Regions from separate parts of the Mus musculus genome. Here all the other regions are linked to region 1. A link is a contact called in public HiCAR-type and promoter capture Hi-C data. All regions are on one chromosome and are shown on one strand. Each heading gives the region's core, a stretch centred on a gene start, on an enhancer-like site or on the middle of the called end of the contact. The rest is flanking DNA. Distances are from core to core; before and after follow the strand shown. Region 1 holds the start of Sclt1 (sodium channel and clathrin linker 1). Region 2 holds the start of Abhd18 (abhydrolase domain containing 18). Region 3 holds the start of Hspa4l (heat shock protein 4 like). Region 4 holds the start of Mfsd8 (major facilitator superfamily domain containing 8). Region 5 has its middle 41 kb from the start of Pgrmc2. Region 6 has its middle 19 kb from the start of Pgrmc2. Region 7 holds the start of Plk4 (polo like kinase 4).

The links. Promoter capture Hi-C pulls out the DNA fragments that hold promoters and counts their contacts. HiCAR-type assays count read pairs that join an accessible place to other places. Capture Hi-C pulls out chosen DNA fragments and counts their contacts.
Region 2: a contact with region 1 is called in a promoter capture Hi-C map of adipose tissue, with 5 times the contacts expected there. The contact joins the promoter of Abhd18 here to the promoter of Sclt1 in region 1. A contact is called at or near these places in 4 of 39 promoter capture datasets (embryonic stem cells, frontonasal cranial neural crest, hippocampal neurons and 1 more), 4 of 115 datasets of contacts at active chromatin or transcription factors (astrocytes, cardiomyocytes, epiblast stem cells and 1 more) and 2 of 9 other capture datasets (adipose tissue and liver).
Region 3: a promoter capture Hi-C map of pre-B cells shows a contact between it and region 1, with 7 times the contacts expected there. The contact joins the promoter of Hspa4l here to the promoter of Sclt1 in region 1. A contact is called at or near these places in 4 of 39 promoter capture datasets (embryonic stem cells, liver, neutrophils and 1 more), 2 of 484 Hi-C or Micro-C datasets (CD4 T cells and muscle stem cells) and 2 of 9 other capture datasets (adipose tissue and liver).
Region 4: a promoter capture Hi-C map of adipose tissue shows a contact between it and region 1, with 7 times the contacts expected there. The contact joins the promoter of Mfsd8 here to the promoter of Sclt1 in region 1. A contact is called at or near these places in 3 of 39 promoter capture datasets (embryonic stem cells, liver and pre-B cells), 3 of 115 datasets of contacts at active chromatin or transcription factors (astrocytes, extraembryonic endoderm stem cells and pancreatic cancer cells) and 3 of 9 other capture datasets (adipose tissue, liver and macrophages).
Region 5: a contact with region 1 is called in a HiCAR-type map of astrocytes, with 2.5 times the contacts expected there. The contact joins the enhancer-like site here to the promoter of Sclt1 in region 1. A contact is called at or near these places in 2 of 39 promoter capture datasets (embryonic stem cells and hippocampal neurons), 2 of 115 datasets of contacts at active chromatin or transcription factors (astrocytes and pancreatic cancer cells) and 3 of 9 other capture datasets (embryonic stem cells, liver and macrophages).
Region 6: a contact with region 1 is called in a promoter capture Hi-C map of liver, with 2.0 times the contacts expected there. The contact joins the enhancer-like site here to the promoter of Sclt1 in region 1. A contact is called at or near these places in 5 of 39 promoter capture datasets (the 3T3-L1 cell line, hematopoietic stem and progenitor cells, liver and 1 more), 1 of 484 Hi-C or Micro-C datasets (hematopoietic stem and progenitor cells) and 2 of 9 other capture datasets (adipose tissue and liver).
Region 7: a promoter capture Hi-C map of pre-B cells shows a contact between it and region 1. The contact joins the promoter of Plk4 here to the promoter of Sclt1 in region 1. A contact is called at or near these places in 7 of 39 promoter capture datasets (the 3T3-L1 cell line, the C10 cell line, cranial neural crest and 4 more), 7 of 484 Hi-C or Micro-C datasets (CD4 T cells, CD8 T cells, LSK cells and 4 more), 8 of 115 datasets of contacts at active chromatin or transcription factors (astrocytes, bone marrow-derived macrophages, embryonic stem cells and 5 more) and 2 of 9 other capture datasets (adipose tissue and liver).

Annotation. Positions count from the first base shown.
Region 1 is chr3:41,740,566-41,744,611 of GRCm38.p6, forward strand. It overlaps Sclt1 (sodium channel and clathrin linker 1), which reads right to left and starts at 1,949. Exons shown (of 21, transcript NM_001081411.1): 1 at 1,430-1,949. The coding sequence starts at 1,463. D3Ertd751e (DNA segment, Chr 3, ERATO Doi 751, expressed) reads left to right here and starts at 2,053. Exons shown (of 6, transcript NM_001099785.1): 1 at 2,053-2,124.
Region 2 is chr3:40,891,671-40,895,569 of GRCm38.p6, forward strand. Abhd18 (abhydrolase domain containing 18) reads left to right here and starts at 2,589. Exons shown (of 13, transcript NM_026622.4): 1 at 2,589-2,773. It overlaps 6430590A07Rik (RIKEN cDNA 6430590A07 gene), which reads right to left and starts at 2,434. Exons shown (of 3, transcript NR_166482.1): 1 at 2,278-2,434.
Region 3 is chr3:40,744,357-40,748,266 of GRCm38.p6, forward strand. Hspa4l (heat shock protein 4 like) reads left to right here and starts at 1,257. Exons shown (of 19, transcript NM_011020.3): 1 at 1,257-1,428. The coding sequence starts at 1,322.
Region 4 is chr3:40,845,168-40,849,251 of GRCm38.p6, forward strand. Mfsd8 (major facilitator superfamily domain containing 8) reads right to left here and starts at 1,687. Exons shown (of 12, transcript NM_028140.5): 1 at 1,474-1,687. The coding sequence starts at 1,538. It also overlaps the pseudogene Gm2011.
Region 5 is chr3:41,122,025-41,125,606 of GRCm38.p6, forward strand. No RefSeq gene overlaps it. Among named protein-coding and RNA genes, the nearest start is that of Pgrmc2, 41 kb to the left of the region's middle. Within about 2 kb of position 1,872, at least 20 of the 459 cell types and tissues checked have an H3K27ac peak or open chromatin away from gene starts, as enhancers often do. A contact at or near this core is called in astrocytes, where this site is marked.
Region 6 is chr3:41,099,689-41,103,502 of GRCm38.p6, forward strand. No RefSeq gene overlaps it. Among named protein-coding and RNA genes, the nearest start is that of Pgrmc2, 19 kb to the left of the region's middle. Within about 2 kb of position 2,478, at least 14 of the 459 cell types and tissues checked have an H3K27ac peak or open chromatin away from gene starts, as enhancers often do. A contact at or near this core is called in adipose tissue and liver, where this site is marked.
Region 7 is chr3:40,798,515-40,802,554 of GRCm38.p6, forward strand. It overlaps Plk4 (polo like kinase 4), which reads left to right and starts at 1,437. Exons shown (of 16, transcript NM_011495.2): 1 at 1,437-1,769; 2 at 2,486-2,581; 3 at 3,271-3,366; 4 at 3,444-3,558. The coding sequence starts at 1,740.

The DNA.
Region 1 (4,046 bases), core at 699-3,198:
CCCTTGTGTTTTACTGACTTACAATTCAGTTTTCAATTAAAATAAATTCTCTTACTTGGGCTTGCTCAGATTTGGGACTCAATTTTTATTTAAGAATTACAGTTGCTTTATTCTTCTAAAACTCATCTTCTAAAATTCAGGTGTCTCTCCACCAAGCAAAACTCATTTACGATGATCACTCAGATTGTGATCTATCCATCTTTATAGAGTGAGGGAGGTTTTTCCTACTCATTTGCTTAAGAAATAATGCTATTGTAATGTCAACACACACACACATGGAACGTATACATATGTATGCATATATCCCACAACACTATAAATAGTGTGTATGGGGGTGGGGGAGCAGAGCATTTAACATGTATTAACCATAGGCACAGAGAAGCTAAGAATTTTGACCAAGATCAAACTTGTAAAATGTGAGAGCTAGGCAATATATGTACAGAAACAAATCTAAAGAGTATGTCCTTACTTCTGGTCTCAATGTAGAGTTCAGCATGTTTCCCCAACCTTCTCTGTAGCTCAAGAAAATACCTGAGTTTCTCTCTTTCTCTTTCAAATCTCTCAGCCTTCAATCTCTACATCTTCCTTAGGTCCTATAGGTATCCTTCTTACCTATGATTACAACTGCAGCTAACGAACTGTACTCCTCTATAAACCTCTATGTAGTGTTCAAGGCAACTGTCTTGTTTTTAAACAAAGCATTACTACCAATTCCTCAATGTTGCCAATAATTTGGACACCTAAACCTTTCTTATCAGTAAACACATAGTGGTATGTCAAGATTCTGTCCAAATGGCATCTCCTCTGGAAGTAGTTTAATAACCGCATAATAGTCAATATTTGTTTAGCTCCATGTTAGTAGATGCTATTTCAATGTTTGCTCAATAATTCCATCAACTACTTGGAATCTGATGCAAACGAGTCGGCAGTTGCTGCTGCTTCAGTGTATTTTTGGTATTTATGTATCTCCTTCTGCCAGCTACATGCTTGGAGAACAAGAATCTCCTTACATCAGCTACATGTATAGCACCTGGCACGTAATGAAACATAGGTCAACATCTTTTAAACTAACGACCTGAGCAATGCCTGGAGGTCCTAACCTGCAGGCTTGGAAACTCTTCCTGGCCATCAGCCCTCCAGTTTCTTCGAGCACAACAGACGCATTGCATTACAAATCTATTTCGTGCCTGGCCGACTCCAGTGCACGCTCAAGGAATATTCTACAAGTATTTACTAGCGTCTCAGCTTCGTTAAGTACATACATAGCCTCATGTACATCACCAAGCATTTTGTGCAGAGCACTTCTTTTTAAGTTTTTAACATTTTTCACGCTGGGACCCGACCAGCATTCACAACACATTAGTAGGTCAACGATAGCGACACTGCACCTTACAGATGAATTTTCCATCAGGGAACAGAGCGCGCTTACTTTGGTCTCTCAGTAAGTCGATTTCTGTGGCCATTTCGATATTTTAGTTTGGAGTTTTCATCACGTTTATCGATTCCTCGCAGGGGGGAAAGAAGGTATTTCTCAAACAAGCAAGCAATCGAACAACAACAAAAAAGCAGCCTCCCGCTGTGAGGGCAAACAAAAAGCTAAGGGGTCGCAGGGGCAGCCGAGCCCTGGCGCGGAGACATCAGCATCCCACTCACGCGGCGGCGCAGCCCGGCCCGCCGCTCCGCGGAACCCAGGCGACGCGCCTCAGACTCCGTTCCGCGCTCGGCCGGACCCGGCCGGACGAGAAGGGCCGCGGAGCCGCGCGCGGCCGGAGGGCGCCGAGTTCCCGTCAGACCGCGCGGGAGGATGACCCTGCGACGCGCCTGGCTGGGCGGCAGCGTCCCCGCCGGCTGAGGGGCGACGCCAGGGCCGCGGGAAAGCAGGAGCGGCCGCGGAGTCCACTCGGCCCGCCCTGCGACTTTGAAAGCGGTGCCCCAGACCGTTCCTTGGAGACGGTGACGCCGCGTCCGTCATCACGCGTGCGTCGGTAGGCGTCATTGCGCCGTCTCAGGCGCAGGCAGGTGATTGGCTATCTGTCAGGCGGTGGGCGGGTCCCTGAGGCCGCGTTGGGGGCTGAGTGGGTTGCTTGGCGCCTTCCGCAGTGGCGCAGCGAGTGTCTGTCTGAGGTAGTGTGGCGCATTTTTAATTTAATTAATTTTTTTTTTTTTGTATGGAAACTGTGATAGGAGCAGGCACTAACTAGGTAGGGATTTTCATTGCCCACCCCCGAGTCTTGGTTTTGCAGACACTAAGCGTCTGTGGGAGTCTGTGCAGAGAGGTCTGTGAGTCCTCGGGCTGAGGTGACTCAAGGTCCCCTCACCCCGCCCCCCAGTTTAGAGCTGTCGCTCCTAGGTCTGAAACTGGTTCTTGTGCCTAGAAAAGAGAACTATTGTCCAATATTTAACCCTGTGGCTTCAAGAAGGCACCTGGTCAGGATCCAGGATAGCCTGCAAATCTAGCAGGTATTTCAGAGATGTTTCTTCGGATTTAAGGAAAGATAAAATTCTGCAAAAATAAAATGAAATTTGTACTGGGGCATAAACTACCGTTCACAGTTTTACGAAGTGATATTATGAGTATTTGAGCTGTAAAGCTTGAAACATAAAACATACACAAAATATTGGGGGCAAAAGACATTAGCGATAAAAAAATGCTCACTTGAAGTTTATCATTGGCTTTTGAGGCTTTTAATTGATTATATTTTTATGCATTGAAATACAGTTTCTTTAAATATGCTCAGGGCCTGAGATAGCTTGGTTATGAAGTGCTTGCCTGGAATTCCCCAGCACCCACATAAAAAGCCAAGCAAATCCCCTTTAATTTAAAGATTAAATGGCCTTTAATAGTAGTGCTTGAGAGGAGCAGACAGGATGAGGGAAAAGGGTGCTCTCTATCCAGCAGCCTAGACAAATTTGAAAGTGACTCCAGAGTCAGTAAGTCATTGTCGCAAAAAGTAAAATCAGGCATGTTAATAAGATTTTTTTTTCCTGTTTGATAATATCTGGTGAAAATAAAGGTAGGTTAAAAAAGGTGAACAGCCTTTGAGAATGACATCCCACTGATACTCTGCCTCAAGCTCAGTCCATACACAGCTATAGACGTACTCCCCCACGTGGACACACACAAAAACAAAACAAAAGGCATGTATGCCCTGGATGAAGTTTGGCTTTTTGTTTAACCGTTGAAGACGTTTAGTAATCTTGTACTCATAAAACAGTATCAACAGTGTTACCCTCATTCCTCTAAAAAGAGTCGCTGCTAAATATGTATGTGTTGGCACTAGCCATGCAAAGGGTTAGTTTAGCTTTGAATCAGTGAAAATTCAACCCGGTCTGGTTTTTAGTGGCCATAAACGTAACAAAAAAAAAAAAAACACACTGATTGTGCAAGCTCCATTTCTTTTTTAGGTTCACTATAGGGTACTTTCTGAGGAACATTTTTTATTGACTCAAAAAGATTTTCCTACATTTGGTAGGAATATATTAGGGTGAAGAAAGCCAAGTGTGACTTCTGTATTAAAATTATCAATGGTTTTGTCTAAACTGAGTAGTGAAATAGAACTTTGATATTTGCACTTGAAGTGCTTGTTTTTATATGATCATGGTCAAAATAAGCACAAGCCAGTTGAAGTTTCATGCATTGAAAACTAATGGCAGGTTTCACTGGTAATTTTAATAAATTGACACTAAACATCTAGTATTGACATTAAACATGCTAGGCTTCTGTCTAGCAAACCTTCAGAACATATGAAATAGGAATCTAAGTAAGCGAATTGGAAAGCTAGCTCATCACAGCAAGAATTTGAGCCCAGAAAATATGGCTTCAGTATCACAACCGTTGACCACCATGTGATATAAATTATGCTGAATGTTTTAATGTTTATAGCTAGCTTCTAATTGCAATAAATGAATGGCTACTTTACATGTTTTATTATAATCTCCAGTGATTTACTGTTCATTTTTCAAATGGTTTTATAATGTGTTGTAATGTGTTGCTGAGTTAGCCTTCCCCCTTAAAACAATTAAAAAGACATAAGCACCCAGAATTC
Region 2 (3,899 bases), core at 1,339-3,838, 850 kb before region 1:
AGGAGGGAAAGCAGGAAGACCCTAAGTTCAAGGCCAGCCTCTACCAGACTGAGCTGTGAGCCAGCCTGGGCTCCAAAGTGAGAACTTACTTGAAAGGAAGGAAGAAAGGAAGGGAGTGAGGGAAGAGAGGAGGGAGGTAGTGCAGACATGTAAGGACAGAGGGTGCAGTAATATTTCTTTTATTGACAAATACTGAAATAAGAATTTGAAGTGTCTGTAGTATTTCAAAAAAACCTAAGGTAAGGCTAGCAATCTATAATCTTTAGGTCAAATCCAGACACCACCAGTCTTTAGCTTGATAGATAAAACTGGTTTACAGGTGAATAGTTGTTACCAGATGACAAAAGACTAACTTCAAAGACCAAGTTTCTCCTCAATAGACCAACCTACTGACTAAACAATGCACTCATTTAGTATGATCTGCAGATTTTCTCTTCTAAGTATCTATGCTATCCATGACTTTGCCTTTGGGCCTGAACCAACAAACCTAAACTATACACCAATGGGTCTATTACAGAAAAAGTGTCGGCCTCTGCTCTATTAAATAAAATTCATAAAGGAAGTCAGTTGAGAGCACTAGACACTCAAGAAAAGAAGGATCTAAGCCAATTACATCAATAAATCCTGATTAGTCAATCTTGTTTGATAAGGGCTGCTGGCTTACTATACTGAACTTTGTACAGTAAAGTACAAGTGAGCAAACCCTGCAGTTAGTCATAACTAGGGAATCAACTTATGATTTTAAAAACAGAATACTTGTTGAATTGTTCTGAAAATGTTTCCTTTTAATTTTTAAAATGCTAAACACAGAACATAGAGTTCAATCTAATGAACTCTTCATGGACAGGAACATCTGTCCATCTTCACCTATAGATGAAGCCTAACACAATCACTTATTTAAAAGGGAGAGAAAAGTAAGAGAAAATGTGTTTAAGCTTATTTCAATCAAAATCATATTTCTATGGTTAGCTGTACATCTATGACTCAAGGATCCCACGCTCTTTCTGGAAAACACAGGCCTGACATGAAATACAACAGAAGAAAAGCAAGCAGCACAAAGAAGGCTAGGAAATGGAAATGCCACAGCCCTATGCATGTGACTAACAGGGAGCTCTAGCCTGGCAGAGCCTGTACATCAGAAGCACAAAATTACAGTAAGTAAAAATAACTTCAGGGTCCCGGCAAATAACAAGCCTGGAAGAAAAAAAGTTGTTGGCAGGAGTTGCAGGTAACATAAATGAGGGTTGCTGACAGATTTCAAAAGGGAGAAGAGGGATGGTCTCTTCTAGGCGTGGAATAGGCAGGACAACTACAGAGCTTAAGAACTCCAAAAGGATGGCTGCACAGCAAAAAGCAGGGCAGAAGCCAACAGCTTCGAAGGTCTCAACAGGCCTGGGGGATGCAGCTCTTTTAAAACAAATGTCAACACTGCTACTCATTTTAATCACCTCAAGATAAAATCAAGAAACATAAAATTGTAATCCATCCTCTGGCCTCTGTACAAACCATGATGCATGTGCCACCTGTTCCCCCTCAAAAGATGAACCTAATAAAACACACACTGCGCTTCAAACAAAAGACTCGATGAAATAATACTTACTGCTTCGTAAAGGTAAAAATACATATTGCTACAGTAAGACAAGCCCAACTTTTCTAAATTAGTGCTCATGAATAAGGATCAAAATGAGAATTACAAGGATGAAAATACTAATGAAACGCTTAAAGGTGTGTTTATTTTGGACCTGTGATACTGAGCAAAGTGTGAGTCATTTTAAGTGGGTTTATTTGCAAAATATGAAGAAGTTATTAGGTTAGGAAAAGTCTAACTCAAGTTTAGCTCTTGAGTGTCGGTTAAAACCACCATTTGGGGCTTTTGTGACAGTGGACAGCTACACAGGGTCAACAGAATGCAGTGTCTGCTGTAAAAGAGGCAGCTTAGGTTTTTTCATACAAAACAGGAAAAATAGTGAAGAAAAAGAAATTCTCAAGGAGGAAGGAATTACCATAACAGGATTCAGGCAGATGCTTAAGACACACAGCACAAGGGCTACAATGTGAAACTGCTGTGACCTTTGTGAAGCATCCCCCTGCCCAGCTTTGTTAGGTACACAAGTTCTCCAAGCACCAAGATTCTCCTCTATTCCCAAGTACACGCGATTATCCCGGAGCCTGTCCTAAGCAGCTCCGAAGGCGTTGCTGGGCATGCGCATGTGCAGCCGGGTTTCGGGTCCGGACAGTGGACTCACTGTTCCCAGCTAGTCCCACCCGCCTGCTCACCTGCTTTCCGGTGATCCCGGGCCCAAGAGGGGCTCCCGCTCAGCCTCACTTCCCAGGTTCGCCATAATTCCAGCTCTCGCTAGGCGGCGCGCTGCCCACTCTCGCGACACCTGCTCCTTCTCCAGGCCCGGAGCTGTCAAAACACTCCTATGAGTGCGCGTGCGCGCCGCGAGGCCGGAAGCGGACCGGCAGCCTAAGGGAAGTGTGAAGCGTGTGGGCCCTGCAGGAGGCGGTGGTGGCAAACAGAGAGCAGGCCGGAAGAGGTGGAGCAAGGCCAGAGCCGGCCTCTGGGGGCGTGTCCCGCGGACGCCACGCCCCGCCCCGAGGACGTCCTCCCTGTCAGGCTGGCTGGCAGCTCGCCTGCTGTTTTGTACCTGAGCAGATTCAGCTCTCTGCTGTCCGAGCTGAGGCGAAAGTCCGGTGCCTTAAGCGTGGAGAGCGGTGGTGGCCAGAGGCTTGGCGAGTTCCCCTTCAGGTGTGCCTCGGCGAGCGGCCTGTAAGTAACAGCCTCTGTCGTCTGCGTACGTGCAAGGCGACAGGAAGGCAGCGGTTCCCTGGTTCGAGGGAGGGCGTTGGGGACCCCTGTGGCCCAACCCTGCTGGCCATCAGCGCCTCACCTGAAAGGGACTGAGGATGAGGCTGATGGTAGGCAGCCGCTGTTATACCCCTGACTCCGCTCCTAAGAGACTTGGGGGTCGCGGCTGATGGCAGCCAGACACTGATGCCCCCACCGGCTCCTCACTTGAGGGGACTGAAGGTCGGGTCTGAGGAGGCTACAACCTCGCTGGTTCCGGGCCCCAGAACCTTAACTTTGCAAAAAGCCAGCCCCTAGGCAAAGCCTGCTTAGCTCCAACCCGCTGCTTTCAGCACCAGGAACATAAACACTCAACAGACTCAGATACTGTTGACTTCCTAGTCTCTGTCCCTGCCATTGGACTTGTCAGCTAATTGCTGCTAGAAGTCATCGTGTGTCTCCTAAAGTAATGTTTTCTTAACTCTAGATAAGATTGTCATGTGATTTCATTGGATCACATCTCTCCTAGGACACGGGTAAAGCAGATACTTATCTATCTGATCAAGACCTGAGGTCGAGATAAGTTACCTGGAATCTCTCAGAGTTGGGACCCAGTCTCAATTCTTGAACTCCTTGAGCGCTTAGCATTTGTCCTGCCTCAGGAGCTCTCTGTTGTGTGGTATTCCCATCTGCTCTCCTTTGATCTTTCATTTGTGATCATCTCATGTGCAGCCAATCAGGCATATTCTACTAGAGAACTGTTAAACTTGAAATGTCTTCTGTTAATTATCTTTGAATCCAATCCTGATTATTAGATACTTCATTGTATTCAGTCCTGCACATATATCTATAGTAACAGAAACAAGGAGATTCTCGTTATTGGTTCCAAGACTAAAGATGGGTAGAAAATAAAGTCCTTTTTTTAACCTCGATATTCTTCCTATGTTATGGTTGTCATTTCTAATCCCTGGACAGTGACACAATTTGAGACTCTTATATAATAGAGGAAGAAAATTTTAACTAGCATTCCATCAAGTAGAATGTGGTGTATGTTGAAAGAAATCTTATTCTTATTCAGGCCCTCTTTCATCCCTACAATGGTTTTCTA
Region 3 (3,910 bases), core at 7-2,506, 1.0 Mb before region 1:
TATAGTTCCTAAAATGTATTTTGTATTCATTATAGCAACAGCGGGGGCTATTGCCACACTTGCTGCTGCCGCCCTAACAGCAGTGTTAATAGTGAAGCGATTGAGTAACTTAAGAAGGAGCACAAATACGGACTATGAGAGTACTGAATATGCGGATAAAAATTCCGTGTCAAATTCCAAGGTGAAACAGGAAGCACACAAAAACTTGGACGAGCTGGAAGAGGGATTACACAAGGAATTGGATGAGAAGGGTCACCAGACACAGGAACTGGACGAGAAGGGTCAGAATGTACATGAAGAACTAGATAAGAAGAGCCCACAGATACATGAAGAACTGGACCCTAAGGAACGTGGGACACAGGGGCTGGATAAAAAAGAGCCAAATTCACACTGGGATGTGCATGGAAAGGACCAGGACCGCCAGACTTCGTAAGCATGAGCTAAAACTTGTTCAAGTGCACACAGGCAGCACGCCTCCTCACAAGGCAGGCTTCTTCTCTGAAGCTCCCTGGGCAAGCAGGCCAGGGCCTAGAAAACCACTTTTTCATGGAGGAAGGTGACAGGTTGGGACCGGGCGCAGCAGGGTAGCTCTGAGAAGCGGGCGACCCTGGCACCGCACAATGGGCACCACCTCACAGAGGGGCTGCAGGAGGAGCCTCAGCACGAGCCGCACGCGGGCGGCCCCTCGGGGCTGCGAGGCCGGCGGTGAGATCCCAGGCTGTGGCTCTCGGGGACCCTGGGAGGATGCGGGCGGCCAGAGCGAGCGGTGCTGCGGAGAGCAACGCGGAGGAGGGAGGCGCTGCTAGGAGGGCGGCGCTTAGAAGAGCGTCCGCGAGACACCGCTGCCCCGGCGTTGCCGGGAGACGGCTTCGCCCCCCCCCCCCAGGCGTCGCCCGACCGCTGCCCCGCCCCGTCCCGCCCCGCCCTGCCCCGCGGCTCCGCGGCCTCCCCTCCCTCTTTCCAGCTCTTTCTCGAACCTGCCACTCCGCAGCGAGCCGTTGCCGAGCGCTGACGGGAGCGGCCGAGGGCGAGGCCGCCCAGCCTCAGCCGACCGGTGGCTCGCGCCTCCCGGGGCCGAGCGCGCAGGCGCAGACCGCAGTAACTGCCGGTTGGGGGCGGCGAACCGCAGTGGAGACTAGGCGGCGGGCCGGGCGGAGGCGGCGCGGCTCAGGCGGGCGGCTCCACCTCCGCAGTTCCGACGCCCTGCCCTAGATTTTCCGATAGAGAGTGGGTCCTCTCCTTTGCTTCTCGCAGGAGTCGCAGCGCCCGCAGTGGGGACCCGCAGCGGGACGCGGTCTCCGCAGCCCGAGCCTTAAGCGGGATGTCGGTGGTGGGCATTGACCTCGGCTTCCTCAACTGCTACATCGCTGTAGCGAGGAGCGGCGGCATCGAGACCATCGCCAACGAGTACAGCGACAGGTGCACGCCGTAAGTGCCGCACGCCCCCTTTCCTGGGGTGGGGCCCGGGACGCCCCCTGTGACAGGTGCAGCGTCTACAGCCAGACGAGGAGGGCAGGGGCTTCCCTCTGGCTGCTCGGCTCGCCTCATCTCTGCTTGCCGCAGACATCCCTGACCCTGGGGCCCCTGCGTTGGGCTGCAGGAGGCCATGGGGGGGCCACCTCGGCATGGCGTCCTGGACAGGGAAGAAAGGTCTGAGGCAACCAGAGAGGGGTGACCTGGGATTATCCTGTACTAGGAAGTCGGCTAGAGCTCTGCATTCTGCCCTCCCTCCCCCATCTCCTGAGCGACAGCTTTCTCAGAAAAGTGACCCCTGGTTATTGCACACCTAAGAAAACGAAGGGCAGTTTTCCTAACACTAGAAGTCATTGGCTTTATTTATTTATTTATCTGTCTGTGTGTTTATAGAAAGGAGAGATGAGGTGGTGTCCTTGAGAATTTGAGATGATCTGACCAGTTTCCGGAGGGATTAGGTTAACGGTGCATTCACTATGAGACTCGGACAATGGGAATCTTAGCTGTACATTGGCAGTATCTTTCAGTTAGTGGAAATTGCCGTTGTTAGAAGCTACTACCCAAAGTGCGTGTCTACAGAGTGAATTGTTGGTGAGTCAGAGGCAACGATCCTGTGTAAACAGGATTGTGGAGTGTTTCCATTATGAACTCTTGATGAAAGACTATGTAGCATTATGTCATGGAAACGTGTGTCCACACGTTCACTTCTTTCTCCTTTCTGGAAAGTTTGTTGGCAAAGAACACAACTAATACTTGCACAAGAAAAAACTCTTTGTACACTCTTGTTCACCTATAATTTGATGAGGAAAATTTTGTTCATGTGTTTTTTTTTTTTTTTGGAAAGATGAATGATCCATACTATATTTTTAAATTAAACTAATTCAGCCAAGATCAGTGTAAAACCATCTTTAAATGATGAGGTTAAAATAGTTCTAGTAGTTTAAGAATGTGACAGTATGTTTCAGAGTAGCTTTAGTGAATACAGAATGCTTTGATTTCTTTCCAAATGTAGTCTGCAATGTTTTAGGCCTCCTCTTTTTCTAGATTGACCCATCACATCTCTATTGAAATTCTAGATAAACAAATGTGAACATTAGCCACATAACCACCATAATTCCAGGACCAATAATTTACTCATGATTTATTAATTTATTAAGTATATATTATGAAAAATTATTAAACTTAGAAATATAGGTACATGAAGAGGCAAAATTAAAAATTAAAATTCTATCCAAAAATAAGACTTTTAGGTAGTTTTCTATTTGTTTCTAAAGTAGAAAACTTGACGTTATGTTAACTAACCTCTATGTAAGGTATTTCTATTCCATTGTTTTAGTGTTTGTATAATCATTAATTCCATCCCATATTCTGCTTTCAGGTTGCTCATATTTTATTTTTGCAGATGTTACAATAAGTACCTTTTTGTTTACTTTTACTTTGTAGATTTGGGGTTGGGTTTCATGTGTTTGAGGAGTAACATTCAGTGGATGAAAACTACTGCGGACTTTTGAGATTATTTTGCTTCAGACAAATAATCAATGCCCATATTTGCTATTTTTGTTCTTTCATTTAAATTTGTTTAGGGGGTTTTAAGGGCTGATAGTACAAACTGTAACATAGCCAAACCTAAGACTGCTCTAAAATCTTCAAGTATTAATACAAAACAAAACAAAACGGTTCCCCAGTCACTTCTTTGATCTTGATCTTAGGGTGAGGAATCTGATATTACATAATAGGTATATACACTTGTGATATCTCACATACCATTAATAGTCTTTTTAGCCTATGATCATTATACTAATTAATGACCATCACTTCGATTTGGTAAAACTTTTCATTTAGAGAAGTGGGTGTCAGGTAGTAGTTAGCAGGTTCTAGGTCCACACATTTATCATTAAAAGAACCTTAAAATGGTTGTGCATTTATATTTGTGTTGGGACTGGGTGAATTTTAATTAAGGTCATATCCTAAAATAATTAGCCTAATAATTTAATAGTTAATATGCATCTGCAATGGCTGATCAGTTTCTGGTTTTGATTTTTGAGACAAGGTTTTGGATAAACAGCTCAGTCTGATCTTGGACTTGATTTTCCTGCCTCAGCATCCTGAGTACTGAGCTGAAAGGCATGCATTCCCATGCCTAATACCTGATCAGCTTTTTAAATATTTGTCTGTGTGATTTCTGTTGATGGACTCAAGTTATGAACTAATTTAATTATAAGTTATGTTTAGTAAGCATTTGAAAGCTTGTATTATTTTCCATTTGTTAAAATATTTAATCATTCTGGCCATAATAAAAGATTTGAATTTTATGTTGTAACTAAATTGTATATGCCTAGAGTATTTTTTTTTCTAAAAAGGATGTTAGAAAGCCTTTAGCAACAAGATGCCATTCTGAGAACATTTTTCCCGTTTCATCTTCTCCCATGACACACCC
Region 4 (4,084 bases), core at 437-2,936, 900 kb before region 1:
AACATAGAGTTCAATCTAATGAACTCTTCATGGACAGGAACATCTGTCCATCTTCACCTATAGATGAAGCCTAACACAATCACTTATTTAAAAGGGAGAGAAAAGTAAGAGAAAATGTGTTTAAGCTTATTTCAATCAAAATCATATTTCTGTGGTTAGCTGTACATATATAACTCAAGGATCCCACACTCTTTCTGGAAAACACAGGCCAGACATGAAATACAACAAAAGAAAAGCAAGCAGCACAAAGAAGGCTAGGAAATGGAAATGCCACAGCCCTATGCACGTGACTAACAGGGAGCTCTAGCCTGGCAGAGCCTGTACATCAGAAGCACAAAATTACAGTAAGTAAAAATAACTTCAGGGTCCCGGCAAATAACAAGCCTGGAAGAAAAAAAGTTGTTGGCAGGAGTTGCAGGTAACATAAATGAGGGTTGCTGACAGATTTCAAAAGGGAGAAGAGGGATGGCCTCTTCTAGGCGTGGAATACGCAGGGCAACTATAGAGCTGTAAGAACTCCAAAAGGATTGCGGCACAGCAAAAAGCAGGGCAGAAGCCAACAGCTTCGAAGGTCTCAACAGGCCTGGGGGATGCAGCTCTTTTAAAACAAATGTCAACACTGCTACTTATTTTAATCACCTCAAGATAAAAATCAAGAAACATAAAATTGTAATCCATCCTCTGGCCTCTGTACAAAGCATGATGCATGTGCCACCCGTTCCCCCTCAAAAAATGAACCTAATAAAACACACACTGCGCTTCAAATAAAAGACTCGATGAAATAATACTTATTGCTTCGTAAAAGTAAGAATACATATTGCTACAGTAAGACAAGCCCAACTTTTCTAAATTAGTGCTCATAAATTAGGATCAAAATGAGAATTACAAGGATGAAAATACTAATGAAACGCTTAAAGGTGTCTTTATTTTGGACATGTGATACTGAGCAAATGTGAGTCATTTTAAGTGGGTTTATTTGCAAAATATGAAGACGTTATTAGGCAGGTTAGGAAAAGTCTAACTCAAGTTTAGCTCTTGAGTGTCGGTTAAAACCACCATTTGGGGCTTTTGTGACAGTGGACAGCTACACAGGGTCAACAGAATGCAGTGTCTGCTGTAAAGGAGGCAGCTTAGGTTTCTTCATACAAAACAAAGGAAAAATAGTGAAGAAAAAGAAGCTCTCAAGCAAGAAGGAATTACCATAACAGGATTCAGGCAGATGCTTAAGACACACAGCACAAGGGCTACAATGTGAAACTGCTGTGACCTTTGTGAAGCATCCCCCTGCCCAGCTTTCTAGGTACACAAGTTCTCCAAGCACCAAGATTCTCCTCTATTCCCAAGTACACGCCATTATCCCGGAGCCTGTCCTAAGCGGCTCCGAAGGCGTTGCTGGGCATGCGCATGTGCAGCCGGGTTTCGGGTCCGGACAGTGGACTCACTGTTCCCAGCTAGTCCCACCCGCCTGCTCACCTGCTTCCGGGTGATCCCGGGCCCAAGAGGGGCTCCCGCTCGGCCTCACTTCCCAGGTTCGCCATAATTCCAGCTCTCGCTAGGCGGCGCGCTGCCCACTCTCGCGACACCTGCTCCTTCTCCAGGCCCGGAGCTGTCAAAACACTCCTACGAGTGCGCTTGCGCGCCGTGAGGCCGGAAGCGGACCGGCAGCCGAAGGGAAATGTGAAGTGTGTGGGCCCTGCAGGAGGCGGTGGTGGCAAACAGAGAGAAGGCCGGAAGAGGTGGAGCAAGGCCAGAGCCGGCCTCTGGGGGCGTGTCCCGCGGACGCCACGCCCCGCCCCGAGGACGTCCTCCCTGTCAGGCTGGCTGGCAGCTCGCCTGCTGTTTTGTACCTGAGCAGATTCAGCTCTCTGCTGTCCGAGCTGAGGCGAAAGTCCGGTGCCTTAAGCGTGGAGAGCGGTGGTGGCCAGAGGCTTGGCGAGTTCCCCTTCAGGTGTGCCTCGGCGAGCGGCCTGTAAGTAACAGCCTCTGTCATCTGCTTACGTGCAAGGCGGCATGAAGGCAGCAGTGTCCTGTCCGACAGAGGGCGTTGGGGACCCCTGTGACCCAACCCTGCTGGCCATCAGCGCCTCACCTGAAAGGGACTGAGGATGAGGCTGATGGTAGGCAGCCGCTGTTATACCCCTGACTCCGCTCCTGAGAGACTTGGAAGTCGCGGCTGATGGCAGCCAGACACTGATGCCCCCGCCGGCTCCTCACTTGAGGGGACTGAAGGTCGGGTCTGAGGAGGCTACAACCTCGCTGGTTCCGGGCCCCAGAACCTCAACTTTGCAAAAAACCAGCCCCTAGGCAAAGCCTGCTTAGCTCCAACCCGCTGCTTTCAGCACCAGGAACATAAACACTCAACAGACTCAGATACTGTTGACTTCCTAGTCTCTGTCCCTGCCATTGGACTTGTCAGCTAATTGCTGCTAGAAGTCATCGTGTGTCTCCTAAAGTAATGTTTTCTTAACTATAGATAAGATTGTCATGTGATTTCATTGGATCACATCTCTCCTAGGACACGGGTAAAGCAGATACTTATCTATCTGATCAAGACCGGAGGTCGAGATAAGTTACCCGGAATCTCTCAGAGTTGGGGCCCAGTCTCAATTCTTGAACTCCTTGAACGCTTAGCGTTTGTCCTGCCTCAGGAGCTCTCTGTTGTGTGGTATTCCCATCTCCTCTCCTTTGATCTTTCATTTGTGATCATCTCATGTGCAGCCAATCAGGCATACCCTACTAGAGAACTGTTAAACTTGAAATGTCTTCTGTTAATTATCTTTGAATCCAATCCTGATTATTAGATACTTCATTGTATTCAGTCCTGCACATTTATCTATAGTAACAGAAACAAGGAGATTCTCGTTATTGGTTCCAAGACTACAGATGGGTAGAAAATAAAGTCCTTTTTTTTAACCTCAATATTCTTCCTGTGTTATGGTTGTCATTTCTAATCCCTGGACAGTTGCACAATTTGTGACTCATATGTAATAGAGGAAGAAAAATTTAACTAGCATTCCATCAAGTACAATTTGGTATATGTTGAAAGAAATTTTATTCTTATTCGGGTCCTCATTTCATCCCTACAATGGTTTTCTAAAGAGGAGAGAGATTGACTCAAGTAGACAAAGAAGTGAAAGGCAGAGAGAATAGGAAGATGGCAGAGGGCTACAGAGCTAACCAACAGTAGCTTGAATTCAAGAAACAGGACTCCTCTAACAACAAAACCTGTGCTGTTTACCACCAGGTTTCCTGTAAACAGAATATCAAGAATATTTTCTCATATTTCCTAATAGCAAAGCAAGTATTTAGTGTTTATTTAAATGAAATAATTTGTTGCTCTGTATTAGGCCAAGTATAGTTTTCTACTTTCCAGTTGAGGTGGCTCACTCAAGGTCACACAGCTAAGTGGGGAAACTCAGGTCTTTCCATTACTGTCTCCAAGTGATGAATTCAGACAACAAAAACACATTCAGTGAGGACACAGACAACTCCTAAAGTCTAAATAAACTCAGAAACATATCAAAGGTAGCAATCAAAGCAACATGGGGGAGGACAAACAGTGGTTTTTGTTTGTATTGTTTTGTTTTATATTTTTTAAATAGTCCACCAAGAAAAAAGAGTCAAAGTTGAAGAGACTAAACCTCTCTGAATGTATTACTCAAAAATTGGGGACTTAGGTATTTGTCCCCCCACTCTACCCCCTTTTCTCTTTTGGTGATGCTAGGAATTCCACTAAACCTTTCAAGTGTTTAACGGGAAAGTTATCAACTGAGCTATACATCCAACCCCTTGTTGGGTTTTCTTCAATGATTTTTTAGAATAGTTACATCCCTCCCACTTATTTTCCTACTCTTCTTCAGTATAAAAGCAATTAAATCAGTAGCCTAAGAATAGCTGGTGTGTGTGTGTGTGTGTGTGTGTGTGTGTGTGTGAGAGACAGAGACAGAGACAGAGAGACAGAGAGACAGAGAGAGAGCGAGCTAGAGAGATTTTAATGTGTGACATGGGCTGGAGAGTTGATCCAGACCTTAAAAGCACTTATGGCTCTTGCAGAGGATCAAAATTCAATTTCCACATGGTAACA
Region 5 (3,582 bases), core at 622-3,121, 620 kb before region 1:
AAAAGAAAGGGGCTTCTTCTCCCACTGTTCTTGGCAGTCAACCAGGCTCCTAGTGTGTGGCCACCACACACTAGTCTTGCTGAACTCCCTGCCCTGGTATTGGTGCCTTCATTCTTTTCCTTAGCATCACATCCTCATCTCATCAGGACATTCAGGCAGACCATTTCTTGTCCCTAGAGAGACCCGTCCCCGCTTTGTCATTCTTCTACTTTATATTCCACTATTGGGTCCCTCCTAGATTCTGCCTTATCTTTTTATCTGTCAACTAGATGTTACTGCATGACTGCCATTGCAATGGGAGCTCCTCGGGGCTAGGGACTTGTGTGTTCTGTTCACTATTGCTCACTGGAGCACAGAGGAGCAACTGTCAAGGAAATGAATGGATGAGACAGCCCTCATACTCTCAGTAGACAGGAGGTTTCCTAAACTTCTCTCCAGTATCACACTGTGCCTGGTACTTTAGTATGCCTGATATTTTAAAATCTATATCCACACCAAAGGCCATTATCAACAGGGTAAGAGAAGAAAATCATGGAATGGATTTTCTCAATGCTGTGATAAAATATTTGTCAAAAACAACTCCATGAAGAAAGGGTTTAGTTGGCTCCTGGGTTAAGAAGAGATACAGCCCATCATGCCAGGCAGGCGGTGGTGGGGTAGTAGTGGTGTTGGTGACAGGAGTGTGAGGTGGCTGGTCACATAGCATCTGCAGTCAGGAAGCAGAGGTAAGCTTCATTGCTTTCTTCTTTTATTCAGTCCAGGATCCTGGTCACGGGACGGTACTGTTCACATTCAGCCTGGGTCTCCCCTCTGAGAGAGCGTTTATTGACACGCTAAGAGGTTGGTTTCCTAGGTTGCTTCAAATCCAGTCCCAGAGGATTTGGCAATAACAATGAGCAGCCACACAGGTCATATATCTGAAAAGGGAGTAGTCTCCAGACTTGTAAAAAATATTCCTAAAACTCTATAATATAAAATAAATTTCAACAGGGGCAAAGTCCTGGGTAAACATTTCTGCAAAGAAGATACATAAATGGGCAATAAACTCAGGGAATGAATATCAAACCCACAATAAGATAAAGTTCCTGCTTATTGGGAGGCTGGTTGTTTCAAAAGCCAGAAAATAACATGTGTCGGTGAGGATACAGAGAAATTACAAACTTCTAGCTTTGTTGGGAGGAATGCAAAACTGCACAGCCCAAGAAAAGCTGTCTGTTGTTCCCCCAAATTAAAGATAGACTCTGCTCCGGAAATGCCACGTTTAGCTGTTTCCAAAAGAACTGAAAGCAAAGCCTCAAACGGATAACGAACCTACATCCACAGCAGCCTCATTCACAATAGCTAGTGGGTGGGATCAAAGCCCAGTGCACACAAATAAGGGAACAGATACACAAAATATGCTGGCTCTGTGTGTGTGTGTGTGTGTGTGTGTGTGTGTGTGTGTGTGTGTATCCATGCATATATGAACTATTCAGCTTTACAAAGATGCAAAGTTTTGACACATGCTACTACATGAGGCCATCTGGTACGCTGAGTGAGACAATCCAGATACAAATGGCAAATATTGTACTGTTCTATCTCCATGAGGTACCTAGGATTGTCAGATTCATACATAAAGAAAAATTGGTCTTTTTAGGAGCTGAGGAGAGAGGAAAAGGGGAAGCACTCCTCAGTTGCTGCATAGTGGCCCTTTCAGAAGATGCAAAAAGTTCTGTGGATAGGCAGTCCGCAACAATAGGAGCATTCTCTTCTCACCAGGATCTGCTGGGCTAGAGCAATGGAGCAGGTTTCTCTCTAAGGAGCTGCCAGGCATCTAACCTCCCGCTGGGGAAGGCCTCCCTGCACTCTAGCCATGGCCACCAGGCAACCCAAGCCACCTGCTGAGCTACCAGTCTGAGCTAGCCAGACTCTCGCTTGCCCAGAAACCACCCAGCTCCTTCCACTGTGCCCCTTCTCCCTTCCCTTCGGCCCCGGGGATGACGGAGCTGCCCCTGGGGGGTCCCCATTTTGTTCTCAGCTCTTCCTCCATGAAGCCCAGTGATCCCAGCGCTAACTCTCCTGTGGTACCCAGCGGTCTGTGGTGCCTGAGAGTCAGAGCTGAGACTGAGCCTTCCCCACTTCCCGGACCGGGGGTTCAGAGGCTTAACCGGGCCGGACGCCCATCCTGTGGAGACTCTGTGGGAGCCCGCGACAGTCTTCCGTGTCCTCCCGGAGCTCTGGTGGGACCTGGGTCATCTCTTCCACCCATTTATTTCACCATGACTAGCTCCCCACATATAAGGGTGCGTGGAGTGGGAGGAAATGAAGCAGATTGCCAAAATCCAGTGTAAGCATTATTTTTGTGCTACAGGTCCCATCTTTGACTCCTGCAGTGCTCCTAAAAAACTTAAAGCTTTTCGGGGTTTAAGTCTCCATGTCTTTCAAGTTTTGTGCGTAGCCTTTGACTGCCCCCTTTGCTGCTCTTAAGAGAATTGATATTTTTATATGTTCCAGTTTCGGGGCTCCTGCCGAAGGTGAGGTCTTGTTGTGCATGCATGATAAGAATGACTTCAGCTCATGGCTCACCATCGCTCTCCTGTGACAGGTTCATCTCACCTAATTGATCTCAGACACTGCTATTCTTTCTCCTACCCTGGAGGCACCATAGCTGCCTCACGCTTTAAATGGATGAAGAGACATAAAGGCTTTGTTAAGCTGCTCCTATATCCTTTATGTCTCTTCATGTATCGGATTGTAACCCCTCAGAGGAGCTGAACCGAGTTGTTAATCCACATTCATGGCTCTAAATTTAGTCAGTGAACACATCAGGTTTATCCTCGTGATGACGATGAAGATGAACCTTCATTATTTTGGCTGGAACGACTGAACGTTATAGGTTCTTCTTGGAATTTTCTGGATGGCTTCTTCTTTTTCACTTCAGTACCTTATTCCCCCGGAGTGACATGCAAAGACATTGAGAGGTAAATGGTCTGAAAACAAATGTACTGTAATACATTCACTCTGGCTACAAAAATAAAACACCCCGAACCGAGTTTTCTTTGCAGTCTTCAAATCCAGATGGTAGTAAAATTTGACATTTCAATTCTGTTTGCGAGATTCATTTTGTTTTTAAATTGGGAAGAGCCACGGGGCTAAAAATTGTCTGGAGTACTAGGAAAGCCTGGTAAGGCCTCTTTAGCGATGTTATTAATAAGGCTGTGGTCTTTGAAAGGGGATTTGGAGACAGCAGATAGAGGCTGTAAACAAGCCTATGGGTATGAATAAGGACCCTGCTTCCTCAGTTCTCTCCTACTGTGACAGGGACAGTGCAAGGAAGAGGATCAGGACAAAAAGGGGCTGTTTTGGTGGCTGAATTAAGCCAGTGTTTCAAAACCATGATCCCCTAGTGAGTCTGGAATTTAAATTTTTGCAAAGGAATGACAACATTTGCAATTGATAGATGAGTATTCACATTAGCTGCACTATGTGGACAGATGTTTATAGTTCCTGTTACAAAGGCTGAGTGATTGTTCTCAACAGTCTTTTTATGAAGTACTGAAATGAAGAATCACAGGAAGTCTTTTCACTAAAAGTGGCTATAGT
Region 6 (3,814 bases), core at 1,228-3,727, 640 kb before region 1:
GAAAGAAAATGAGGAAGGAAGAAAAGGGACGTCTCTGATTGTTGGCCCAGATTCCAGGCCTTCCACTCTTAAGCTTTTGGAGGAACAAACTGTTCAGCTTTTCCATCTTGCATTAGGCAGGGCACATGCCCTTCTTTTTCATGGAGATGTCTCCATTAGAAAGGGCCCAATAGAGGCCAGGTGTGTGTCTCAGTAGGGTGCTCACCTCCTGTGCAGGAGACCTTGGTTCAAACAGCAACATTGCTTAAAACAGGTGTGTACTGCAAGGTACCTGTAATTCTGACCCTTGGGTGGTGGACTGCTAACATCAGAAGTTCAAGGCCATTCTCTGCTACATAGTGAGTTTGAGAATGCTCTTGGGTACCTGAGACCCTTCATTGTTGTTTGTTTTAAGGCCCCGGAAGTAGGTATCCTTTAGTGAGCTGTGTCACACAGGAAAATGTAGCATAAGATAGCATGAGCTCAGCCTCCATGGCTGTTGGAGGATCTGCAGGCAACAGCATCTGTCTGTCCAGTACAGGACTACAGAGCAGTGAGGCTCTGTCATTATGTCTTTAGGGGATCTCTGTCTCTACTTTTCTCTGCCATTTCTGTTGCTTAATCCTGACTGTCCTCACAGTCACGGGGCTGGAGTCCAGCCCTCTGATATCATATCCACTCTCTTAACAAGAGCCTCATGACCTCTTGGTGATAAGTCCCCTAAGCCAGCAGTCAGGCATTTATGATTCTCACTTATCAAAAAATGTAAAAGATCCATAAGGTCGTTCCAACTGTGCATTTCTGTCCAAGTGCCCTGCTATCTTGGGGAGAAGGGGCCAATTTCCAGAAGCCCTGGCTTCAGTCCAGGTGTAAACAAAATGGCAGAGCCTGAAGCCACCCCTAGGATGTGCCCAGGGAGCTGGCCTCACCTGTCCATCTTGGTTTTTAAGACCCTCAACTGCAACCTTCCTCTCCCTTTATTTCAGAGACTTATATGGCATATTTTACATTTTCCAAAATTCCTGCTGCTACTTTAATAGTCATTTATTTTTTTATATGCCATAAAGTATTTTTCCATGCTGGGAATACATCAACATTTTCATAGTTTGAAATTGTCTCAAAATAAGAGCTTTTAAAAGAATAAAGATCCTAAAGTTTTATTGAGGCATGAGTGTTAATTTACATAAATGTAAATTATTACTTATGTAGTTCTTGAAATGCTTAGGTCTCCCCCACCCCGACTTAGTATTTTTAGTTAAGTATTTCCATGTGCTGTGTTAGCTTTCTGTTACTGTAAGAAAATCCTCAGGGGTAAAGTTTACATAAAAAGAAGGACAGCTTGGGTTGGGGATGTGATTGCGTTGGTTGAGTGCTTGCCTAGAACATACAAGGTGCTGGATTCAGTCTTCAAGTACCTTATAAATGAGGGGTGGTAATACACATTGGAATCTTACCCAAAACTTGGAAGACAGATGCAGGACTCTCAGAAACTCAAGGTTATCCATGGATACATACTGAATTCACATTCAGCTTGAGATGCAAGAGACCCTATCCCAAAACAGTTAATACACATCATTTTTTTTCTGAAATTGTAATTTATTATTTCTGTGAATGAAAGTTTCTGACAAATGATTGTGTCCGATGATAACATCTTCATGAGTAAAAGTGTTAGTAAACTGACCCAATTGTCCTTAAGCAATACTTTTTTAAACAAATAGTCATGAGGGAATAGCAGGTCACGCATTAGCAAATGCTAGTTTATCACAGGCATATTAAAACAATGATGAAGGAAAAGTACAATAAAACTTCATGGAAAATTCTATGGCTTGGTAGAATTTCTCTTCTTGGCCAGGCATGTGAGTGTGTGGGAAGGGGCTAGGATGCCTGTGTGCATCCTAGTGCTAGTGTTTCCCAGTAGCTACCCACTAGCTGTAATTTGCTGACTTTTACCAGTTTCAGTTCATGATTTCAGAACTTGGGCACCATGGTATCAAGCAGCTGCTTTTTCTTGGTAGTGCTGGTGATGAAGGGGCTATAATTTACCACCTCAAGTCAAGGATTTCCACACTAAGCTGCAAGACACTAGATGGTCACCATGTGTTGGAGAGCTGGTGGATATTAATAGCCCTTCACACACACACAAAAAGTCGTTCCCTTTTAATCTCGGCCAATCCAAGAAACAATAGACATAACTCAGTGACTCTCATCTAGGTTTGTTGGCTTTAGGAAGCTGGTAGAAAGAAAGAATCGAAGAAAGTGTAAGCTTCCAGGCACTTTTAGAGGAGACCAAGTAGTAATCTGGGCCGTAGGGCTCTTGAATCACACCACTAGGGCCAGGGTTCACAGTGTTACCGAAGTTGGCTGCTCTTGGAATTGTGTTGATATGGCATTCAGCCAAGAAAGCCAAGGAAATAGGAATCTCTTTCTCCCTGCCCTTTGTCTCTCCAGCAGGGCACTGCCTGGCCACTCTCTGTCGGGTGAGTTGTCAAGAGACCAATAGAATCACCTGCCAATGCAGGATCCACCCCAGCAGAGGAGGGAGTCTGTCCCGGAGCAGAGCAGACACTGTGCAGCTCAGTCGGGTGCCGTGGATTTTCCTTATTCCAGACCTTTTCATCCATCGACCGATGGACCTTTGATGCAGGCTCTTATCTCTGTGGGTAAAGGTGAAAGCTTGCTTGGGCTTGAGTGGAAGAAAGAGTGGTACTTCATTTTTTATTGGTTGAAAGTTAAAAGTCTTGTCTTACCATGCCACAAATGTCTAAGTCTACTCACCAGGCTGTCCCCGCATTAAGAGATTTTGCTCTAAGAAATAAAAATCTTGTACTGAATGCTAGTGAATGACAGAGCAAGCACTGGCTCCTTCTCTAGGAGTCTAGAAACAAAGCTTAGATATTCATTAAGGAGATTATTTATTTATTTGGTCAAGGTCTTAGTTAGGGTTTCATTGCTGTGAAGAGATACCATGACCAAGGCAACTCATAAAGGACAACATTGAATTGAGGCTGGCTTACAGTTTCAGAGGTTTAGTTCATTATCATCATGGCGGGAAGCATGGTAGCATCCAGGCAGGCATGGTGCTGGAGAAGGAGCTGAGAGTTCTACATCTGGATCTAGAAGCAGCAAAAGGGTCCACATTGGACATAGCTTGAGCATAGGAGAGCTCAAAGCCCATCCCCCACAGTGACACATTTCTTCCAACAAGGCCACACCTACTCCAACAAGGTCACACCTCCTAATAGTGTCACTCCTTATGGTCAAGCATTCAAACACACAAGTCTATAGGGGCCATTTCTAGTCAAACCACCACAGGCATGTATATGTGTATTCATGTGTGTGTGATACACATGTATGTGGAGGTTAGAGACCAACTTCATTCCTCACATACTGCCTACCATTCATTCATTTCTATTTGAGATGGGATCTCTCACTGAATCTGAAGATCCCTGACTTGGCTCGGCAGGCTAGTCAGTGAGTCCCAGGGATATGCCTGTCTTTGCCTCCACAGTATTGGGATTGTAAGCATGTGCTACCACACTTACCTTTTTTTAAAAAAATGCATTCTTTAGTCCAGCCTGGTCTACATAGTGAATTCCAGGACAGCCAGGGCTATGTAGAGAGAATGATCCCCCCCAAACTTATTTTTAATAGTGTGTGTGTGTGTGTGTGTGTGCGCGCGCGTGCTTGCATAGGTTGGGGGTATGTGCACAATGAGTGCAGGTGCTTGAAGAGACCAGAAGCATTGGATTCCTACTGAGATGGGGTTGGAGCAGTTGTGAGCCACCCAGCGTGAGTGCTGGAAATCAAGCTCAGGTCCTCTGGAAGAGCAGCAAAC
Region 7 (4,040 bases), core at 187-2,686, 940 kb before region 1:
CACAAGCTCCATCCGGCAGGCACGGTGCTTTGTTTTCAAACAGCTTTGAGAAAGTTCTGTACATGAGATCAGCTTTTTTGTTTGTAGATTTTATTTTTATAACGTGAGTTTATGTGAGTATAGGTTTGTGTACATGAGTGCTATGTCGATAGGAGCCAGAAGGTGGCATCAGAGCCCCTGGACGTGGATAACAGGAGGCTAGCTGACAGCATTGAGTACTGATAGGCAAATATGGCTCTCTCCCACAGCAGCTAGGTCTCACTCACTATGTCGGTATCTCCTACCCCTGAGATGTGCACAGTGTCTGAAAAGCATGAAACTTGTGAAGTGATGCCTTGCTTGCAGGATAACGTGTTCATTTAAATATGTGTGGAGGTTGGCCTTAATTGTCTCAAGGATACTGCAGCCAAAGACAAAAAGGTCCTAAATGAGGACCTCACTCAGCATAGAACCTTTTAAAAGTGCCCGCTAGCCTATTCCTCTTATTCCTAACTATAAATTGCCCTTGGAGACACAGGCCCCCACTAAGACGACTCATCTTTGTTGATAGACCCCCTGACCACCCAGGTGCCATCATCTCTGATTTGCTGTCTTTCCAAATGAATCTTTCCTTGCCTCACTTCTTGTCCTGGAATCACTGGCATTTGGGGATAGCAATCTAGACCTGGATTGGAACACTATTAGGAGTTGAGATAAAACACAGACACAGAGAGAACACACTATTGAGGATCTTCAGAAAACAAGTCACTACTTTGGATCTTTTTGCATCTGATTAAAAAATCTCAAAACAATTAGGCTAAAAAGCAAACCCCTGTCGGATTATTTACTAGCAACTAATGTAAAGATCCATACCACTACTCTTTCTTCAAAACATTTTTAGAGGAAAATGACTTAGCCTAGGTCACTCACATATGGCTCAAAATAAATTTGTAAGATTGGTAGCCCAGGTTAGCCTGGAACTCCTTAGAGTCCAAGAATGGACTGACTCAACCCCAGTGCGTCGCTGTGTCCAACCTTTAATATCTGTCCGGGCAGCGGGTTGCTGGGAAAGAAGAAACTAGAACCCAAGGACATGTCCACGCTTGGAAAGCATTTTACCACTTAGGTACATCCCCAGGCTTTTTTTACTTTAGAGTCGGTGTTTTCCCTATACAGTTCATCTTAAAGCACCACACATTAATAGCTGTAAAAAAGGAAAATGGCACAACGGTGTACATGGTGGGCTGGCGGGTTCGGGGCTGTTCTAAGGAAAGTAATGGACTTTTCCCCCTAGTTCTCTTTAGGCCAAACCTACACACTTATTTAAAAGACTTTCTGCGGGAAGCCAAAGCCCTATTATCCTTCAGGTCAAAACGTAACCTATTATTAGCGTCCGCGCTACGGTCAGTCGTACACTGACCGCTTTCCGTCAAACTTAAAACCCACTTCCGGCCTAGAGCGAGGGAAAGCCCCTGCTGCGCATGCGTGTCGGTCTCCGCCTCTAAGAAGTGGAGAGTGTGCTGACGTCACCGCCAGGCTGGCTCGTTCGGAGACCGGCGGGAATTTTTCAAAATGGGAGCTCCGGGGCGCCGCCCAGGCCTCGGGAGGTACCGGGGGTACCTTTCGGTGGCGTTGGCGGCGTCGCCAGCGGCGGCGTAGAGAAGGCGTCCTGATGGGCGCCAAGACCTGCTGGCTTCTCGGAGCGCTGCCTCGGAGGGACTGCGAGAAGGCCGAGCCCCGGGCGCCGGCGGCTCGGGAACATGGCGGCGTGCATCGGGGAGAGGATCGAGGTGAGGCCGGCGGGCGCGGAGCTGAGGGAAGGTCCGATGGAGGCGGACTCTGGTATTCCGGGACCCAGTGAGCTGAGGTGAACCGAGCGCAGTGCTGAGGGGAGGTCCATTGTGGCTCGGCACAAACACACGGGAGACCAGACGGGTTAGCGGGCTGAGGCTGAGGCCCAGTCTGGCTCAGGCGCTCACTGGTGCTCAGTGACACTAGTAAAGCGGGGATGAGGCGGGCAGGCGCGGTGGCGGTGGCGGGGCTGATCGCCGAGGGACAGGCGAAGCGACCCGCCCCCTGGAGCCCCGCCCGGAGGGGAGCGCCTTGTACCCCGCAGGTGTGTCTCCAGCTGCGGGCCCCGCCCGGTCCTGGTCCCTTGGCGTCGGGTCCGCACTCCCGCCTCCAAAGCCGCGCTCCGCTTGCCCCCTCCCCGGGGATGGCGGTTACCGTGGCGGGAGCTGCGGCGGGAACCTGGTGGGCCAGAGGAGGGACCCGAGCTAACCAGCTCATTAGAGTCCTTAGCCTCCATCAGGGAGGGAGCTCAGAAAATCTCTCAGAGCGTCAAGATGCCTTCCACCCCAGACACCTGCATCATCGAGGTGTGGCAGCTGCTTGAACCATGTCTCCTTTTCTCTTTGGCCCATTTCACATCCCATCCCCTACCCAACTTTCTTACTTTCTAGATCTGCGATTCCTCACGTGTAATCCTTAATTTTTTTTTTAAAAGGACTTTAAGGTTGGAAATCTACTCGGTAAAGGATCATTTGCTGGTGTCTACAGAGCTGAGTCCATACACACTGGTTTGGAAGTTGCAATCAAAATGGTAAGAATGTATTAGTTATTGTTTCTTCAGTATTTTTGCAAGGTACTAGAGAGCAATGAAGGCATGCTATTTAAAATGTCCCACTCATTATCTGCTAAAGACTGCACCTTGCCACCCTGCCAAATGTGTGCATTTGTAATAATTGCATAATACATTGCATAACCAAAAGACAGCTGTTAAGTACAGCATCTGAATTTAAGGACATTTAAGAGACTCTTAACCTTGCTTAAGTGAAGTTTTATACTTTACTAGGGTTCAGGAGACCAGTACATTTTGTTGCTATGAATACTTAAGGTAATGAGAAGTCAGCAATTTATAATAATAATATGCTCATTTGTGGCTGTAACGGTCCAAGAATACCATTATGGTCAGCCTGTGATCCCAGTTCTGAAGAGTTGGGAAAAAGAAAATCCTAACTCCAGGGCCAATCTCTGCTATCACATAAATGCACTGGACATACTGGGAATGTACTCTGTTAGGTCGAGGGCAGAGCACAGATAGGAGTAAACTGACTTCAAAGACTATATTAAAAAAAAAAGACTTCTTACAATTATAGGTTGTTGTTTGAGCTTTTGTCTGGGCTTAGGGGTATAGCTAGGTGGTAGAGTGCTTTTCTCTAGCATGCACAGGGCTCTAGATCAAGCCACAACCATAAAAATCAACAAATAAATCTGCCCTCTTATTTTTAGATAGATAAGAAAGCCATGTACAAAGCTGGAATGGTACAGAGAGTCCAAAATGAGGTGAAAATACATTGCCAGTTGAAACACCCCTCTGTCTTGGAGGTAAGATACCAGATGTATTAAAGTAGTTAAGGAAAGCTGGATGTTCGTATAGTTGACGGCACCCTTTTCTGTTTTAGCTCTATAATTACTTTGAAGATAACAATTATGTCTACCTGGTATTGGAAATGTGCCACAATGGAGAAATGAACAGATATCTGAAGAACAGAATGAAGCCTTTCTCAGAAAGGGAAGGTGGGTGTCTTTTGGGGGTTGGGGTGTGGAATTTGTCTCTCTCTGTTCTGTTTGGTAAAACTTGGCTTTTCAATGTGTGGTTTTGAAAAATGTGGTATTTTTATAACATTTGTGTAATTTTGTTTTGTTGATGCAAGGACTCTGGCTGTCCTAGGCTGGTCTCAAACTCACAGTTTACCCCTCTCTCATGAGTGCTGGGATTAAAAGTATAAGCCACTACACCCAGATTAGTAATACATATTTAAATTTATTTTATTTTATTTTTTTGCATGTATTGAGTCTTTACCTGCTTGTGTGTCTGTACACTGTATGTGTGCCTGGTGCTCAGGGAGTTCAGAGGAAGAAATTAGATCCCCTGGAACCTGATTGTGAGGTACCATGTGAGTGTTGTGAATCCAGGTCCTCTGGGTGGTGAGCTAGGACTCTTATCCACTGGGCCATCCTTTCAGCCTCAACAATTTCTTTTCTGTTTTTAAGGCATG